Regions from separate parts of the Anser cygnoides genome. Here region 1 is linked to region 2. Evidence: chromatin contacts called from public Hi-C data. All regions are on one chromosome and are shown on one strand. Each heading gives the region's core, a stretch centred on a gene start, on an enhancer-like site or on the middle of the called end of the contact. The rest is flanking DNA. Distances are from core to core; before and after follow the strand shown.

What was found. Hi-C and Micro-C count contacts between places; a contact is called where the count stands out from the background.
Region 1: a contact with region 2 is called in a Hi-C map of granulosa cells, with 2.5 times the contacts expected there. The contact joins the promoter of AMOT here to the promoter of ALG13 in region 2. A contact is called at or near these places in 3 of 7 Hi-C or Micro-C datasets (granulosa cells and liver).

What each region holds. Positions count from the first base shown.
Region 1 is chr13:4,319,792-4,323,549 of Taihu_goose_T2T_genome, reverse strand. It overlaps AMOT (angiomotin), which reads left to right and starts at 1,573. Exons shown (of 13, transcript XM_048070648.2): 1 at 1,573-1,774.
Region 2 is chr13:4,084,953-4,089,021 of Taihu_goose_T2T_genome, reverse strand. ALG13 (ALG13 UDP-N-acetylglucosaminyltransferase subunit) reads right to left here and starts at 1,747. Exons shown (of 28, transcript XM_067005191.1): 1 at 1,583-1,747; 2 at 1,210-1,372; 3 at 833-971. The coding sequence starts at 1,663.

The DNA of each region.
Region 1 (3,758 bases), core at 324-2,823, 230 kb before region 2:
CACCATGTTTTATAACAGACCATTCTTGTCTGGCTCTGGCAAACAAGGCCTCATAACAGCACAGCCCATTTTAGTGTCACTCTTACACCCGTGTTGCTGGATTCCCATGGAGCAAAAACAAGACTTTCCCTCCATAGTTCCTTTCTTGGTGTTTACAGTGAAAGGTCGGTGTGTGGCCACTACCTCACTTTTTTTTTCCCTCCCTCCCCTTCATCACAAGCAACAAAACAAAGCTGTGTGTAATCAAATATAGCAAGGAGTCACAAGGCTCCATGAACACAGATGTCTGCACTTAAAAACATTTTTGCACCTGACTTTGGATGCTTGCTATTCCATCTTTAAAACGTTGGGGGTGGTGGTGGTGTTTTTGTGTGTTTATTTTAACTATTACAACTTTCAGGTCTGTGTGCTCACCCTGACAGATGCTTGGTTTTAAGGGTTTTAAAGTGAAGGGGATGAAGTGTAGACTGCAGGAGCTGTATACTTGATGACCAGCAGTTGATTATAGACAATTTCCAGTTATTTAAGCTTTACCTATTAAGTTTTTGTTTTAGTAACCGCTACTGAAGCGATAATTTTTTGAGGCATCTAGAGCACACTGTTCTTTCTAGATTATTTTTGTGTATGTTTGGAGATAATTCTAGACACACATCTTCAACAGTTCTGCCTTTGGGCGCCTTTTGTTGAGAGCGGTTTGGGGGCAATGATGCTAGTTAGAAATGTGGAAGAGAGGTTAAAAGATGAAGCAGTTGCAGAAAGCTTGCAATGTGCAGATAGCAGATTTAGCCCATTCAGCAATGGGCTGATAACCAAGTGAGATGAAGAAAGAAAAATACGAAGAACTTAGGTCCTCATAGCTGAGATCATTAAAAAAATGTTGATGCGAAAGACTAAATTTGCAGTCAGGAAATTAAAATAAGCTTCTCTTAGGCAGAAATATATGGGCTTTTTTAGGAGTGTCTCCCTGTATAAATTACAGTCTACTGTAAACGGCACGAGGTAGAGAAAGTGTTTCCGCATAGTAAAAAGCGTAATTGATGGCAGTTTTTCAAGTTACTCAGTACTGAAAATTGCAGTCACAGGTAGCACTGGTGACTCAAGGCCACAGGCAGAGCCATCAGCCCTGGTGTGCCAGAGGCAGGGCAAAATATCTTTAATAATTGCAGATCTGGCCAGCCAGGAGGCCAGCTGCGTGGCAAATGTACCTTTGTACATCAGAAACATCAAAACTTTGCGCTCCAGCGCTGCCTTTCCACAGAGGGGTCCTCGGGTGGGCAGCAGCCATTTTGTGAGGCAAGCCACCCCGTGGGGCGCATCCCGCTCCCTCGGCGGTAAAACCACCTCCGTCTTTTTATTTTATTTTTGGACACCGGGCTCTGCTGCGTATCTCACAGCCTGGAGAGTGTTTCTGAAAACGACTTAAACACTTTTAACCCCTCAGTTGCCTGCTGGCGAGGAGCTGCGGTGGGACCCAACAGAGCCTGACAGGGCGGCTCCGTCCCGCCCTTAGCCGCCTCCCCTCGGCCGGGCGAGGCGGAGCTGGCCGTGAGGAGGAGGAAGAGGAGGGCGGACTACGCCTCCCGGCAGTCTCCACAGCGCCCGGCCCAACGAAGGATGCCGGGTGCCGTAGTCGGGGCCGCCTGGTGAAAGTTAATAACCGAAGGCGCCTCCCCGAGCTCCGCGGCGCCTCTCGTTGCCATGCCGGCTTTGTCGCCTCGGCGGGGGCAGCGGCACGATGGATGAACGGGCGGCCGCCGGGGCAGGCGCCCGCCGGGTAAGAAGCGGGAGGGGAGGAGAAGGGGAGGCTCTGGCCGCCGCTGTGAGGCCGGCTCCGGGAGGGGAAGGCGGCTTCGTGGTGCCCCGGGTAGGGCCCTGCCAGCCGGGCTGCCGGGCTCGGAGGCAGGTGCAGCGGAGAGTGGGGGGACGCGGCCCCGGCCCTTTCCTTGGAGCCCCCCGACCGCTCGCCCAGCCTGAGGGAAACGCCGGCCTCGTACGCATACCCCAGCTGGCCCCCCTGGCTCCCCGCTGCCCTCCCAGAGAGGGAAAAGTCCTCTCGTGGGAGGGGAGAGGGCTGCGAGGGTTTGCTGTGGGTATCCGTTGCGGGGACCTGGCTGAGTCCGTGCAGAGGAGAGAGTGGAGCTGTCCTGACCCTTCCCAGGTCCATTTTCAAGTCCAGGGGATGTTCTGCTGCCCATAGTCCTGCAGAAGGGGTCCCTGGCCTGCCTGGTGCCTCCCGACCCTGCTCGCCCCCAGCACCTGCAGCAGCCCAAACCCCGAATCAAGTGGAGGTGACTCCAAGTCCTCCCGCTTCCATCTCTGAGAGGAGAAGGCGTCAGCATGTGGGTGATAATCTCACAAGTGCTGAAAAGCTCTGCTTTTGTGTCCTTGCCCTTTACAGAATGGGGTCCCACTTAGCCCCTTCGGGTCTGGGTTTAGCTGTCCCTGCTGCCGCTTCACAGTCTGCCCTCAGGTGCAAAGATTGTGCCTTTTGTTAGCAGACTGATTCAGGTAGGTCTATAAATAAATATCCACCATCAGACTTAACATATGGTTGAGGCAGAACCACAGTTCCATCTGTCTCAATACCAGGATATCTTTTTGATAAAGGTAAGGGCTGGAAGGCTGAATCTTTAGTCCCACAGGAACCTGGTGGGTGACCTTAAACATCCACTGCTTTTGCTTGGTGCTGTAAATAGCCCCAAATCAACTGAACCACCAGCATATGGTAGGATGCCCCAGCATTTCCATGGAACAGGCTCCTGGGGGGGTTGTTCTCACTTTTCACAATATTTGGGTGCAGGTTCCTTGCCTGGAATCCTCCATTGTGCAAAGCATCAAGAAGATCCCCATTCGATATTCAGGTTAAAAGTTTCTGCGTGTCACCTCTAATAAATGATCCTCAGTTCAGCCCTAATGCGATAGAAAATAACAAATTCCATTTTAATTCACTCCTCATCTTTATTCCACTTTTTAATAATAATTTTTCATTAAGCTGCTAATCCTGTCCTAGCACTTCTAATCAGTAAGGCTCAAGGTGCTTTACAAAAGAAGTAAGAATATAATTATTCCAATTATCCTCATTAAGGCCGATATTCTTAACTTTTCAGCAGCTTCTACAGATAATATAGGTCATAAATAATTAAGAGTATAATCTAATTAAAATAAATCCCCAGTCATAAACCAGAGTGCTGCACTGAAGTAGCCAGCCTTCAAAGGCATGGCCTTGTAACCTAACCTCCCTAATCAGAACAGTATCTCATTAACCTGTGACTCCTCACTCTCCTGACCTCACTGCCCCCGCAGCAGGTACTTCCAGGTGCCTGTGCAGGACCCCAGAGAGGGAGAGGGCCAGGGTGGTTGTGACAAAAGGCATTCTTGAGAGTGTTCTCCTATAGAAGCCCCTTATCTGGTCATTTGAATAAAGGTCTGGTGTTTGGAGGGTTATCAAAACCTACAGTCGGAACTGAGCAAAGGTAGGCACGGAACTAGTTCAGTTTTTTAGCAGAAGAGAACTAGTTATTGCAAATTAGAACTGTTGCTCAAACTGGATTCCAGAAGATACAAAGAAGGTTGTGTCCTGGGTCAAGTTCATATGTGACCTAAATAGAATTCTGACCCACAAAACTCATTGCACGCCAACTTCATCAAAGTCAACGCGAACTTTCATGTCTGGGAGTTCAGGCTCTAAACTGCTCCTACTGAAGTGGATCTCTGTTTTCTAACACCTGGCTGTCCCCACTGGAAGCTGACTATCTCAG
Region 2 (4,069 bases), core at 498-2,997:
GGACTTGATGAGCTTAGAGGACTTTTCCAACCTGAATGATTTTATGATTCAGGTCCTCCCCAAATCAAAGTACTTAACAGTGTTAGAGGGAATGTAATATAAGGAAGTACCACGTTCTTGACCTGCATGTGATTAATGCAGACAGGATATTAAAACTACATGGTCTCCTCATCCTTATCAGCAATGACACTTATGTTTTTGTTTTCCCCCCTAAAGACCCCAGATATTTACATTTTTCTTATGTCAGTGCATCTATGCAGTCAGCTTTCAGACAAGGAAAGTCTACATGGTGAACAATGAAATGGAGCACTAAGTCCGTAGGGAGCAAGTTACTTCATATGGCTTATGGTTTTGAACTGATGGCCTAGTTTGTAGTATTTCTAAACTTTTAAAAGTAATTAAACAACAGATAAGAAAAGGCAGAGAAAACAAGTTATTAAGTTCTTCTAGGGTGGACCTGACACTTCCAAATTCAACCACTTCTATTTGGTTTAAACTGCTCTTTGTCCAATCTGAAAACATGTGCTCTCAAAACAAATTAAAAAGACTCAACAAAATTCTCAAAAAATTTGAGAAGTTTGGTAGATAAGCCACCAAACATTAACCTGTCCACTATGGAAAATCTACCCTGAAGATAAATGGAAGAGCAGCTCTCCAAGATCTCTGCCCAGTCCTCATTGCCCAGTGAAGAAACTTAGCGTGGTACTTAGTGTATGTGATTTTGTTACAGAAAAGGATGCAAGTTTTCATGTTACAGTCTCAATACTGTAATAACAGTGTTATGGTGTTGAGCACTGCTTGTTCAGTCTGGACAGCTGCAATGGCTCCATACCTGCAGTTACAGTAGAGGACGTGTCCATCTCTGTGAAGCTGCTTTGCCAGCTCAAGCTGATGGTTGTCCATCAGCTTTTCATTTATTACCACCAGGAGTGGTTTTCCTTCTTCTAGAGTCTCCAAACAGCTACCTGCACCTACAGGAGAAGCAGAAAACACTACGAGCATTCTCACCGATGAAATATTATCCTACCCGCTCCTAAAACACAAGACACTCCTGAACGTGAACGTTTTACCCGCACAGCTCTAGCTGGGGACCTTAACATCCCACACCAGCTCAGACCAGCACCTCAGGGAGACAGGCACACATCACTCACACACCGCCTTCCTCCCCCGAGAGAACAAGCCCGGCAGACCGAGGGCTTGCAGGTCTACCTGCGTGGCTTATGACCAGGTCGGCCCTCCGCAGGTCCTCGGCCAGCGACTCCTTGAAGCGGAACACGTCCAGCGCGAAGGCCGGGGCGCGCCGCGGGGCCGGCTCCAGCGCTCCCCGCCCGATCTGCAGCACCAGCTGCTCGCAGCCGCGGCTCCGCAGCGCCTGCAGGGGGACGGCCGGGAGGCCTCAGGTCGCACACCAGGGCCCCCAGTGGCTCCCAGTTGCTCCCAGTCGGGCACGGGGATGCCGCCCCCTCCCCACCCAGTCAGTACTGGCGGGCGGGCCCGCAGTGCGCGCGCCGCGCTGAGGCGCTGCAGGCCGGCCGTGAGGGGACAGGCCCTTGCCGCCCACCCGGGCTTTCCCCCGCCTCACCCGCACGGCCGGCGGGGAGGAGACGGCTGCGATCAGCTCGTCGAAGCTGGTGGTGCCCACGGTGACGAAGACGGACTTCATGGCCACCCGCGGGGGACCTCAGCGGGACCTTAGCGGCGGGCAGGAGGCCGCCAGAGAGCGCTGCAGAGCCTGCCGCGGCGCTCCTAAAATGGCCGCCGGCCTGAGGGGCGGCTCCGCGCCGCTCGGCCCGCCCGCGCCCCATTCGCTTCCAGAGGAGTGAAGGGCACGGGTAGGTGCGACTTACAAAGGAGAAAAAAAATCTAAGTTTTTAAAAAGGATTCAGTTCTGTAAGTTTTTTTTCCCTCCATGTGTTGTTTTAGCGATAGCGGGGCCGAGACACTGTAACTGACTGGTTCATTCACTGTCACATCCTGACTGGTGTTGGGTGTGCTCACAAGCTGCCGTTCCCGTGCCACAACCACAGCTACCTTTTCTTTAAAGGCTGTAACTGATGTGAACTAGGATTACCGAGGTTTATCCAGCTTTCCCACAACACTGCCTTGTTTCAAGGACAGCTGCCTTTGTACTTTGCTACTGTCCCTTTTCTCTTGCTACTGTTTCAGTCAGTTTCCTTCCCAGATTTCCCTCTGTGGTAAGAAGGAAAGTGTCTCTTACAATGGAAAACAAATCACCAGAAGGAGCTAGATTTAAAGAGCCATTTAGTTCATAAAAAGGTGTGATTATACACACACACATACATATATGTATTTGAGAAAATACCAAAATGGCCTTTTCTTAAATGGCTTTTCCTCACAAAAACTAATTAACCCAGGAAGCTTGGTTAATGCAGCTGTACAGCTTCTGGAATTTGAACTGTACCTGCTATTGACGGTTTGTGCTTTCTTAGCTCCCTTAGTAAGTTTGCTACTGCTTTGGAAGAAAAGAAGTTTGATAGTTTGATTCTCAAAGTTGCCTGCTAAGAAAGCATTTCTAGAACAACCACACTAACGCAAATATTGCTGCACAGTGGCTGGTGTAAGTGAGGTCTGGAACCTGACAGCACACACTGCAGTGACAGGCTGCCTTCCCAGCTGGAGAGCTGAGGCACCATGGGGAGTCCTGGGTGTCAGACACTGGTGAAAAAAACAGCGTGAAGTCCCAGGAAAGAAAACACAACAAAATGCTCTCAGGGGAACCATTTCTGAGCTTGCTATTAATGAAGAAAACATGAGGTATTTAGGACAGACAGACGAACAGACACAAGGAAAACAGGAAACTACAGACTCAGAAGCAAACAAACAAAAACAACAAAGTTTCTATCACTAGTTTTCACTGACATTTTACCTGTCTGAGGTGAGCAGTTCAGTAGGTTTTTGCTGAACTGGTCACCTCAGCCTGTTAAGCAGGGTCATATCATATAGTCATATCACAGATCAAATGCATGGCATGCAAGCCTACCTTCAAATGACTGAAGGCAGGAACAAATTGCACACATCTCAGTGAGTGAGCTTGGGTAATTTTTGCCATGTGGAGACCCTTCCACTGATACCACAGTGACTGGGCAAGATGGGAAACAAGGAAAAAGAAGCACATGTGGTTTGAATGCTGCAATTTATGTTCTGCTTTAATAGAGCAGACCTTTAATAATTTTGGCTATGTGCACTGCCCCCCAAAAATCACAGACAAATCTGTCAGGGGAGCTGAAAATGTATATTATGTCCTGATTGCAACTCAGGGAAAAAAATAGAAGCAAGATTGAAATCAGGGCTAGGAGCTGTATACTCCTGGTTTCTTTTTCTCACTTTGCCACTTACCAATAGTAACACCTTTGGGAGGTGATCTTTTCTGTTTATCCACCTGCAAGGCAGTGTTTAGCAATTTATCTCCTCTAAAGAATCCTGTGAAGGTGATTATATTAATGTGTAGAGAATTAAGTCATTTAAAAATCTTCACTCACATTTGAAGCCATTGAATTTTTTTTCCCTCCTACCCTCCTTTACTTGACCTTTTGAAAGGTCATCATTGAATACAGGTAGGTTTTCCCTACTCCATATTGCCTTTTCTCTAAGCACACATCTTTCTATTTCAGGCTGGTCTTATTACTATCTTAAGAAGACTGATGAAAAACACTCCCTTGAACAAATGCATGTCAGCTCCCTATGGGACATAATCCCAGGAGCTAGGGAATCAGGCAGGAGCTGAGATGAAAGCCTCTTCTGAAAACAATGCTGTTCATTGCTAAACTGCATTAAGTCAGTTGTGAAGATGAAGTCACCGGTAGATTTATTACTTCAGGTACATTTTCCCTTTGTGATGAACATCCTGTTGGGGAGGGGGAAGGGGGAGAAATAGTGTTTTAGATTCAATAACACCACCATTAAATCTGTTAAAATAGTCTTTTCCACTGAAGGCTAGGATAATCCCTCAGCAGTTACACAAAACTGAACTGACAGTTTTCTCAAGTGTAACACATTGTGTAATTCTACAGAAAGAAGCTACTCGAGTTAAACATCTAAATCTATTTAT